Linked DNA regions of Sus scrofa: region 2 is linked to region 1. A link is a contact called in public HiChIP or PLAC-seq data. All regions are on one chromosome and are shown on one strand. The core of a region is the stretch at or near the end of the contact, and the rest is flanking DNA. Distances in the headings are between cores, read along the strand shown. Region 1 overlaps MAF (transcription factor Maf). Region 2 overlaps WWOX (WW domain-containing oxidoreductase).

What was found. HiChIP or PLAC-seq counts read pairs in DNA pulled down with a chosen protein or histone mark.
Region 2: an H3K27ac HiChIP or PLAC-seq map of skeletal muscle shows a contact between it and region 1. The contact joins two enhancer-like sites. A contact is called at or near these places in 1 of 47 Hi-C or Micro-C datasets (skeletal muscle) and 1 of 2 datasets of contacts at active chromatin or transcription factors (skeletal muscle).

The regions. Positions count from the first base shown.
Region 1 is chr6:8,766,346-8,771,384 of Sscrofa11.1, forward strand. The region is part of intron 2 of MAF (transcription factor Maf); the gene reads left to right. Among named protein-coding and RNA genes, the nearest start is that of MAF, 300 kb to the left of the region's middle. Within about 2 kb of position 1,891, at least 3 of the 83 cell types and tissues checked have an H3K27ac peak or open chromatin away from gene starts, as enhancers often do. A contact at or near this core is called in skeletal muscle, where this site is marked.
Region 2 is chr6:9,042,787-9,047,797 of Sscrofa11.1, forward strand. All of the region lies in intron 8 of WWOX (WW domain-containing oxidoreductase), which reads right to left. Among named protein-coding and RNA genes, the nearest start is that of MAF, 580 kb to the left of the region's middle. Within about 2 kb of position 1,740, at least 1 of the 83 cell types and tissues checked has an H3K27ac peak or open chromatin away from gene starts, as enhancers often do. A contact at or near this core is called in skeletal muscle, where this site is marked.

The sequences.
Region 1 (5,039 bases), core at 641-3,140:
TTGGAACGTCCTAAGTGACTTTTAAGTAAATAGATATTCACATAAACTCCACTTGGCCCCTCTTCTCCCCTGCACGTTCCCTCCCTTTCAGGAACCCAAATTGGGCAATAACGGAAGATGCGAGGGCAGTATCGTGAAGAGACTGGAAGATGGGTTTGCAGGGAATGCCAAGTCCCTCTGCAGGGCTCACAGTATTAGTAGTTGGATAGTTTCTCCCAAAGATAGTCCAAGCAGGGAATCTAAAAGCCGATACCCCAGCACAGGACAGGCACTGAGCTCTAACGTCAAGCATTCACATGCAATGTGCTCTTTGACTCATCTTAGAGCACAGCCCTCACTCTGAGCAGAGCTGTGGTGGAGACCATGTGGTCCACAGCATACACCACACTGCAGATTGGGGTTTCACTTTCTTTAAAGGGGAGAGATTAAGAGCAAGCCATCCAGAACCTTACCAGTGTTTTTTATAGCCTTAACTCACTGCATCTCACTCCACCACCTCATCTGCCTTAGATGAGTCTTCCAGAACATTCTATCTGTTTTCACCCTGCCAACCTGCTTCCTGTGCCCATAGTGCCTCCAAAACTTTCTCAACCTCAGTTTCCTCATGATAAGACTATTTCTAAGGATGACTGACAAATAGCTATCATTGGCTGAGAACTTTCCACGCACTGGGTGCTGAGCCAAACCCTTGAAGAAACTTAATTTAACCCTCCTAACAGCAACAGCGACAAAAATCCACGGAGGTGTTATCTCCCTCTGGAACGTGGAGACGCTCGTGTTGCAAGGTTTCTATGAGAATTCATTAGAAGGAGAGATTTAGTGAGAAGCCTGAAGAGTGGTCACTAGCGCCTGTCCTCCAAAACAAGCCCATAGGTGTGGGCCACTTCCTCTGCTCAAGGCGCTCAGCTGGATACTTCAGTTGGATTCACTCCCTGAATTCTCTCACTGACTCTGTGACGAGGTAAGCACTCCCCACAGCTACATTGTGAAGATGAGGAAACCGAGGCACAAAGTCGCAGCTAGAAAGGGGCCTCTAACTCAGGCAGAGAGTTCAATTCCAGGGTCTGCCATCCTTGGTGGAATCATCTGCACAGGGCGTTGACAACCTCTATCTTGCAGACTTTGAGGCAGGAATAGAGAAAACAGTGTGATTATTCCAGTCACCTGCTTGCCACCCCCTAGTTCCAGGGCCAGTGTCCCTTGCATTTTATGTCTTTGCTTTCCACAGACAATGTCGACATTGGGCCATGATTTTTTTTTTCTCAATAGCTTTATAGTCTCCCTAAAATAAGGAAGCTAAATGGTGCCTGCTTATGGGGTATGAGGTGCCCCAGCTTTACCGTGGGAGATGAAAGACTACCAAATTTGTACAGAAAGCAACCAAAAAAAAAAAAAGTCAATCTTCTGAGCAGACACAATTTCTCTTGAAAGGTGACACAGTCCTTTAAAAATAGCTGTGGGCCCCATTGTGCAAAGTCTGTGACAGAGACGGACAGCTTTTAGAGAGGTGTAGTGTTCCCAGGCAGGCGGCTAGCAAGGCTCACCCAGATAGAGATAAGTAATTCGATCGGGGTGAGTGCTAAATGTTAGAGGTTAAGCTGCTATGTTCTTATTACTAATCAAACTTCAACACCCTTCCCCGGCTCCTCCACTCCCTATAAGGAAATGGTAAATGATGGTGAAGCTTCAGCCCTGGCTCTGGGCATTTTTCAGAGGTGCTGCCCATTCCCAGTCATGGGCATGTCCTGCCTCCTTCCTGAGGGCACCCTGATGAGGGCTTCCAAGTACCCCCCTGCCCCAGGATGCTGGCACTTTAAGGTTAAGTGACTCCCCGGGCCGGCACCGCCTGCTTCTCACATGGGCAGATGACAGAGTCAAAGATCCTTATTGCATCCTCTGCCAGACAAGTTCTTTCTTCATATCAGCAGGAGACAGGAGCTTTTCTGGGGTTTCACATTCATCAGCACCACTGACTCTTTCCCAGGGCACATGAAGATGTGGGAAGTGCCTCATGTGATTTGGGCCTTTCTTTTCCTATTGTTGAAGGCAGGGCGGTGCTGGAGAATATTTACTTACCAGGTCTCTGAGGCTGGAGAAGCCCAAATCGGGAGCTGTTGCCCATTTCCGTGGTGTAAATGCTCTCACCACAGCACATTTCAAGCTAGCAACGTGAGGTCACCAAATGTGGTTTGGCAGAGATTTGTGGCCTGGGCCACTCCAGCACACCACGGGTTAAAGGGCAGGTGTACGTTCCAGACCCATCCTCGCTGGGCTGGCTATGATCCCCTCTCCAGGGCAGTTCAAGCCCTCCTTGGTCCACGCCTCCTTGAGGTGGGTCTTGCCCCTTTGCTGCTATTTGATAGAAACGCCTGCAGCACTTGGAGAATGTGCAGAGAGCCAAAACTTAGCCTACTTGGATCTTCCAATGTTGGGCCAGCTTGATGCCCAAACTCCTGGCTACAAAGAAAAAGACTCTAGTCAGACTGATTCATTGCTGTTTCAGAAACACGAAAGAAAGTAGATCCTTTCCCCAGAGCCCGTGGGTACCCACACATGATCTCATCTCATGCCTCGCAAAATCCCAGCAGGCAGTGCCATCCACTCCCCACCTCCACTTTATGGATGAGCACGCAGACTCAGAGAAGCCATTTGCATCAGGCCACGCAGCTTAAGAGTGCTGAAGCCAGGATCTGATCTTGTATTTGTCATCTTTCAAAACCCATGCTTGCAACCTCTGACATGCCCAACCTGATCCCAGCATGCCCAACCAAGCATTACCAGGATGTTTGGGAGCCAGCAGAAGGAAGACAAGGTCAAGTGGGCTTCCTCTGAAAAGCTGACACAGGGCCATTGAGGCACAAAAGAGGCAAGGACATATCAAAGGACGGGATGAATAATCTAAATACATGGAAGAGTCTTCTCACTGGAGCTGATCACATGGGGGGTGGGCATGATGCTGGAGGCAGAAACAGGACCAGACACCTCTAAGGATTTTCCTGTCCTGAGGCAGCCATCCCAGGAGTCAGAAGTTACTTATGTGAATCTGAGAGTCACCCCCACTCCCTTCCAGCTGTTCCCTTCTGGTCTCACTCAGAATAGAACTGCCTATGTCCGTCTCCCTCAGCAGCAACCCGAACCCCAGGGTCTTTCTTTGCAGGCTAAGGTCCTTCTACTTTCCAGCTGTTCCATGCGTGAAACAGGTGTTTGCTCCACTGTCCTCCTGGCCACCAGTTTCCAGACTCCTTCTTGAATGTCAAGGTCTCACTTTAAGATGCAACATGGGGGCTGGGTGCCTGGGGTATAAGGGTGGCCTTGCTCTGGAGCGCTCAGCCCGGGAGCAGTTTGGAGCTGATCTGGGGGATGGTTGACTTGCTATCTGAGTTCTACTCCTTGGCTGGGTGCATCCTAAGCCACAAGGCTAAGCCTAAGCATCAGCTCCAAGTGGTGGCGTGGATGATCTGATGAACTTGGAGGACAGTGCACCTGACTTTCCTCTCTTCTACAAGACTCGCCAGCAAGGGTGGCCCCCAAACATGGGCATCCCAATAAAGAGGCTTCTTGCTGCGCCCCAGAACTTCCTGTTACATCACCGTCAACAAAGTCCTCTGTCTCTAAGCTCCTGGAGTCAATACCAGCATCACTTCCTGAGCCCTCCCTCAGACTTATCAGTGTGCCCTTCAGGGCATAGGTCCACCAGATGACCTGGTTTAGGAAGGAGAGGGATGGCATCACACAGTCTCCTGATTCTCAGTTTCCAGAGGGGTGGTGGGGACTGGGGGTGATGTGTGTGCAGGATGCTGTCTACAGGGAGAGACTGGAAAGCTGGGGGCTTGTTAAAGTGCCAGACTTGTGCCGGGCTAGGAATGTGCCTGGCTCCCTGTCCCTGCCAACTTCCAGGGACACATGTGGACCAAAAACACTAGCTGTGTTCCTGCCTTCATTCTGCTTTGTTCAAGCTGCCCTGAGAAAGTGCATTTTGTCCCTTCCAGTGCTGGAATTTCTGGCCTTCCCGGGAAGCTGTGGGTGGCCTGTCCCAGTGCTCATGGCAGTGACCACTCCTGCTGGGAAGATCCTCTTGGCATCAGAGCAGCTTCTGCATCATCCTGGCAACGGCCAGGCTGGCGACTGCTTCTTGGGCTGCATAGACCTTGGACTCCCCAGAATTGGGTCCCAGTGCTAAGAATCGGGAGGTGCCTTGGGCTTTGTAACTGGAGAGGCCCTCGTGTGTTACGGCGAAGCCAGAACTTCACTTAAAAGCTAACAGCAGTGGCATTTGGTGCCTCTGGGTGCCAGGCATGTATAAACACCCACCTACATGATCTCCTTTCAATTTCACAGAAAGGCCAAGTGATCGGTCCAGGGTTGAGGAGCGGCAGTTGAGGTGGGGTTTGTGTGAGTCCCCCTCTGTCTAGCCCACCTAGTGAGTTTCCAGGCCCCACCAGGATCTGTGGAGCGGGATGGGATCCTGTGACTGTGTTGGACTGCCTTCTCCCAAATGAACGTCATCAAAATTAAAAATAATCACAGCTGGGGATCAGTGAGCAGGGAGGGGTCAAGGGTCGAGCTGCCAGTCATGTTCTGCTCACTTGAAGTTCCGACCGCTGAGCCTGGCACCCCAGCCTGCGGGAACAGGGGCTGATCCTGATGATTGTCACCCTGCACCCTGTAGAGGGGAGGGGCACTCTGACAGCCCCGGCACCTGGGGTCCAAGCAGGGGGGCGGGCTCTGCCTCCAAACCAAGAGTTTAGCTATAGCGGACAGGGCTCCTGGGGGGCCCTACTGTCCTGCTGCCCCTCCCCCATGTGGCCGGAGGCTGTAGAGCAAGCTGTGCCCCAGAATGGGCACCCTGAGTCCCTTCCACATACCCGAGAGGTGTCGCTGGTGATGAAGCAACATCGCCCGCAAATTGGCCACTTGCATTCCTTCGTGTGTCGTCCAGGTGCTATGCTGGTTATTCTGTACTGAGACTGCGTGTCCTGCTGGGCAGCCCCAGCGTGGAGGCGGTTGGCCATTGAGGAGTAGGGGTGCCGAGGCCCCTG
Region 2 (5,011 bases), core at 490-2,989, 280 kb after region 1:
TCCTAAGAACAGTCGAGCACAGTGTTCTCTGAGAATAGGTGTTGGTTTCAATGTTTATGGGTGATCTAAACGCAAGAAAGAAATGCGAGACTTCCACTGCCTCGGGTTAATTCCAGAGAGAGCCTAACTTTCCTCCTGGGTGTCAACTTGCTATTCTTGGAAACTTAATTCTTTCGGAGGCACAGTCAGAAGTTATCAGGAACACACTGCCTTTATTTGGGTGGGGGGCAGATTCTTTTTCACGGAAGGTCTTTCAATATGATTTTAGGTGCTCAAATATTACTATTACAATCGGCCTGTCCTGAATAATGGGACTTAAAGGTTTGGGTAGCCTTTTCATCATTTTGGGGGGCAGGGTGGGTGGGGGGAGCCAGAAACAAGAGTCTTTTGAACCAATCAAACTGGTAATTTGGGCCAGAGTTGGTTTACATACAGCTCTACCCGAAAGCTAACTAACTAGCACTGCTTACCAAAACTTGGGTTAACCTCAGACAAGTGGGTCCCTCTTTCAGCTTCTGTGCTTTCCCAGCAGCAGCAAGGACACGGGCTGTCTTGCTGACCACACGCTGCCTCGCTTAATTACCTGCTGTTTTCTATTTGCACACGGATATTTATAAGATTCTTTATTTTCTTTTTTTTTCAATGCAAAAGCCCATTTCCTTCGATATCAGTTGATAAGAGCATCCTTCCCATTAGCACAGTTGAACAGCTTTTAAAAAAAATTCAAATAAAGATTCTTTTTATGGGACCCTTTTCCTGCCAATAGGTTGTGATAAATAAGCCAGCTCCAAGTTCCGCGGTTTGTATAAATATGAATGACTATGGTAACGTGTGAACGAGACAGAGATGTACAAGGGTTTTAAACCAGAGTTTAACAAAAAGGCCCTGTCTGTCAATGAAATAAAGCTGTTTTGAATTTGTTCCCAATCATTTGGCTCTTTTGCTGGGAGCCCGTGTTTGCTTGGTGGTGATTAATGCGAGGCGTGCGCGGCCTTCACCGAGCGCAGAAGGGGAATGGCAACTCCAAATGGCATTCATCATACTCGCCATCGGGCAGGTGCCGCACGCTGCCGAAGCGTCTCGAGTTTCCCCACCCCGGGGGGTGTGTGTGGAGCTACCTAGCTGCCAAGTTCAGCACAGCGAGCCCACCCTTCCCGGAGCAGGATGTCACCCACGTGGCGGTTACGGCACTGTTTCTTTCCAAGGAGTTTATCTGCTCTGCCCTTTGCTCATCAAAATGAGTCTGAAATCTACCAAGCTGTGAAATGGACAAAGAACGCTGGCGGGCATGGCGGGCTGCGACAGAGGCAGACCGTACGAGGTAAGACCACCGATACACAGCATGTGGGAAGCAGGTAGACGTGGCCATCTCCCCCAGGGAACCCCTTTTCAACAGCAGTCCCCCAGCTCCTCTCTCTTGAGCGTCCCATGCATGAAATGTTTTCTGATGATCAAGTGAGGCAGAAGACAGGACTCTGTATTGGGGGGGTGGCGGAAGGTGGGAGAACAAGGCAGTGGGGGGCCACTGTTGCTAGGATCACTAGGGATGGTTCACATCCTGCCTTTGCTGTCTATTCCTGGGGGCTTGGGCAAATGCGGGCACACTGTCCATGCCTCGGTTTCCTCGTGTGCATTGGTGGGGGAGGGGAGGAAGATACTCAACCTCACTCCCAAGATGGTTATAGGTTTCCAGTGAGCTAAGCTCTGGGAAACACCTGGCATCCTTCTGGCATGCTTCGGTGGTTCATAAATGTCACTGGTTACTGTGGGTACTATTTTTGCAAGGATGACAGAGGCTTCACCCAGTGCTCTCGCCTCAGTCACCCTCATCAGATTCCAGGAACACTAAGGGTGAATCTGTATGGGGTTAAGGCATCTTCCATTCCCTGGGACGCTTGCTCTGGCAGCTTCTGGTGCTGGAGACTGACTGGGACCAGTGCGGAGGCAGGAAGATCAATTAGACAATCTGGGGATTCTGCTTTTGTGAGGTTCCTATCTCAAAGCTAATTATCTATGGGCTTACTGCAAGTCCTCTGCTGGGAGGGCAGGAAGTCCCGGGAGAGGACTCTGAGGAGGCTGGCTGCCTGGGGAAGGGAGGACTTTTCCTTCGCAGATGGCTTCTAACACTAAGTCAGCAACACTTGCATTCCATTCAAGCAACAAAGTATTTATAAGCACTTTTGCAGAGAATGTAACTGCCAATCAGTTTACCTGCTAGCAGAGAAGACCAAGCATAAATAAACAAAAAATAGACCACGTCTACAAAGAAGGAGGGGGACAGCGCAGGGGGATGCCTGGCCAGAGACTTGACCAGGTGTGAGGGCAAGAAACTGATGGGCAGAAACGAAAGCCTGATGGCAGCTAGTTCGAGAGAGGAGGAGAGGAAACAGGCAGAAAACTGATCATTCCTTCAAGGAGTTCCACTGTCGGGAACCACGGAAATGGGCATTTGCTGGAACGGTCCTTCATGCAGAAGCACCACAAAGGAGGTGCTGACCGCCTATCTGTGCTGCAGCCTTCGCCCAGACTCACAGCATCCCCTGCAATAAGCCTTCCCAGCTGCTTGTGGGCACAGAGGCCATGACAGTAAAATGACTGAGGATTAAAGTAAAGGGAGGGGCACCTCTCCTGGCTCAATCAGACTCAACAGGGACAATTTAAGAGTTAGAAAGATAGAAACAAGAGTGTTCTTTCATTTGATGTAACAAGTTCTTTCATCATGCACACAAATGTACACACACACACCACGTACTTCTGATGCCTCTCCCTTCTTTCCCTAGGTGACAGGGACAGCCTCTTCAAACGACTGGCCTCTCCCAGACTGATGGCTTGCCCGATAGGAATACAATGTCTCAGGACAGAACGAACATAATGGGGGAGAGAAGGGCACAGGGAGAGGGCAATGGTGAAGGGCGTTTTGTTATTATCCGTGGACATATTTTAAAGAAACAGCACAAGCAGGGAGGTGACGAGCACAGGGTCTGGAGCCCAAAGGAGGACGTGCGCATTTACGCATTGTCTATCTCAATGACCTAGAAAAATCTCATCCGTCTAATACCTAAAGCTTTCCCACGCTCCCATGACTCCTTCATGGCGTTTCTTTGAAGTACGTATTATGATAAAGAACTAGTCCTTATATAGCACTTTTCTAAATGCTTTGTATGTTACAACTCGTTTCACGTGGACAACAGTGGAGGAACGGACTTTATCCCATCTTACGTGTGAGGACACTGAGTCACAGAGAGGCTCAGCGACTTGTTGAAGGTCACACAGCCAGTAAACTGGAAACACATTTGAAATGGGTATGCTTCTCCTCTTACTAACTGAGCCCCTACTTGACTGTAAGCCCCTGGAAGGCAGGGGGCCTTGTTCGTCCCGGCACAGCACATGGCACTGAGCTGGTGCCTAATGAATATTTGCCAAAAGGAGAACTCAATAAATGGACCAATGATCAGTCTTTAGGAAAGGGTGTCCCTTATAGGATCGGTAGGCTTTTGGCTTCTTAAGAGGAAGGGAGACGTTCGTCAGGAGTGTTCAGTTTTTGACTGTGTTCCATGGATCATGCCTGGAGAAGGCGGAAGGGCATCATTCGGGATGTGGAACTGCGGTGGATACAGGGCCCCAAGGGTCGTTGTCAATCAGGATCCATTCAGGGGATTCTGTGCAGGGAGTGGACACTCCTAATAGGCTCTGTAATGACCATCTTCTTACTCATCTCCCGACACACAAATCCTCCTTTCCATCTCCTTCTCCCACAGGAACGTTCGACTGTGGCGTGCATGAGGACATTTGGAGATTCTCCGTGGATGTTGACCTGTCACCTCTGCCAAGAGCCAGCCCCACTGGGCTGCTGAATGACCTAAAGAGCGACCCTTTCAGCTGCAACTGTAGCCTGGAATTAAATGGAGATGGCAAAGACATGGGAACGGGAGACCAGAAAATGGCAACCAGTCACGTTTGTATGGAATCTTCTTTGACCTGGACTGTTTCCAGCGGGCAGTTCTCCAAGGAGCAAGGTCTCTCTGGCAGGGAGCAGGTGGTCCCTGGAGGGCACCAGCATTGATGGCCCAGGGCATGCAAATTCTGCCACTGACATAAGTGGGCCCCTGAATGCCTGCTAAACTGGCTCTACAGTTCAGATCTGCTGGCAGGGCAGCAGCTAAGAGGTTAGCCTTCGTGAGTAAGAGGGAAATAGCTCCAGTGAGGCTTCCTAGAAAGGATTCATTCATTCATTCACTCCTCCATCAAATCCTTTGCGAAGCAGAGCTTTGTGCCTGATCCTGTACTTGATAATGACGTTAAGGACGAAGGCAGATTGCTCCTCAGCCCCGCCCCGGCAGAGCGTATAACATTCCAGTGCGCATCAGAGATAATAAATAAGTAAAAACAGTCCCTGATAAGCGTGATGGAGGAAACAGGGTCCAGGGATTGAAAGTAATCAGGGGACCTATGGAAGAGGGATGCTGGGAGGCTTAGCCAAGAAGGATGCAGCAATGTGCAGAAGTGGGGTGGGGATGGGGGAAGGGCTTTAGGGAGAGAGCACAAGCTCAAAGGTGACTAAATAAAAGGAGTCTGGGCCACTTCAAGAACAGGAAGATGGAACCGAAGAGGAGATGGATGGAATTATCAAAGGCTCCACAGGTCATGATGAAGAGACTGGATTTTAATGCCCAGAGTGACGAGAAATACTGGAAGAGAGGAGAGACATGAGCTCAAGAAACCTTCTAAGGGATGTAAGAACAATATCCAGAAGCAATGGCCATGAGAACTCAGGACAGTTCTGGAAGCTTTGTCACCCCACCAGGTTTCGACTGTTCTTTGGTATTTTTCCACGGCAAGGGACAGCAAAAACACTCATAAAAAGTAAAGTGGCAACTGGGGAGATGGGCAGGAAGAGGCACACACGTGCACACACTCAAATGCTCGCTTAGACATTCTATGGACTCCAGACAACACATTCACCCTTCCTGGACGCATGTGTGGATGCACACGTGTGCACATATGCACACAT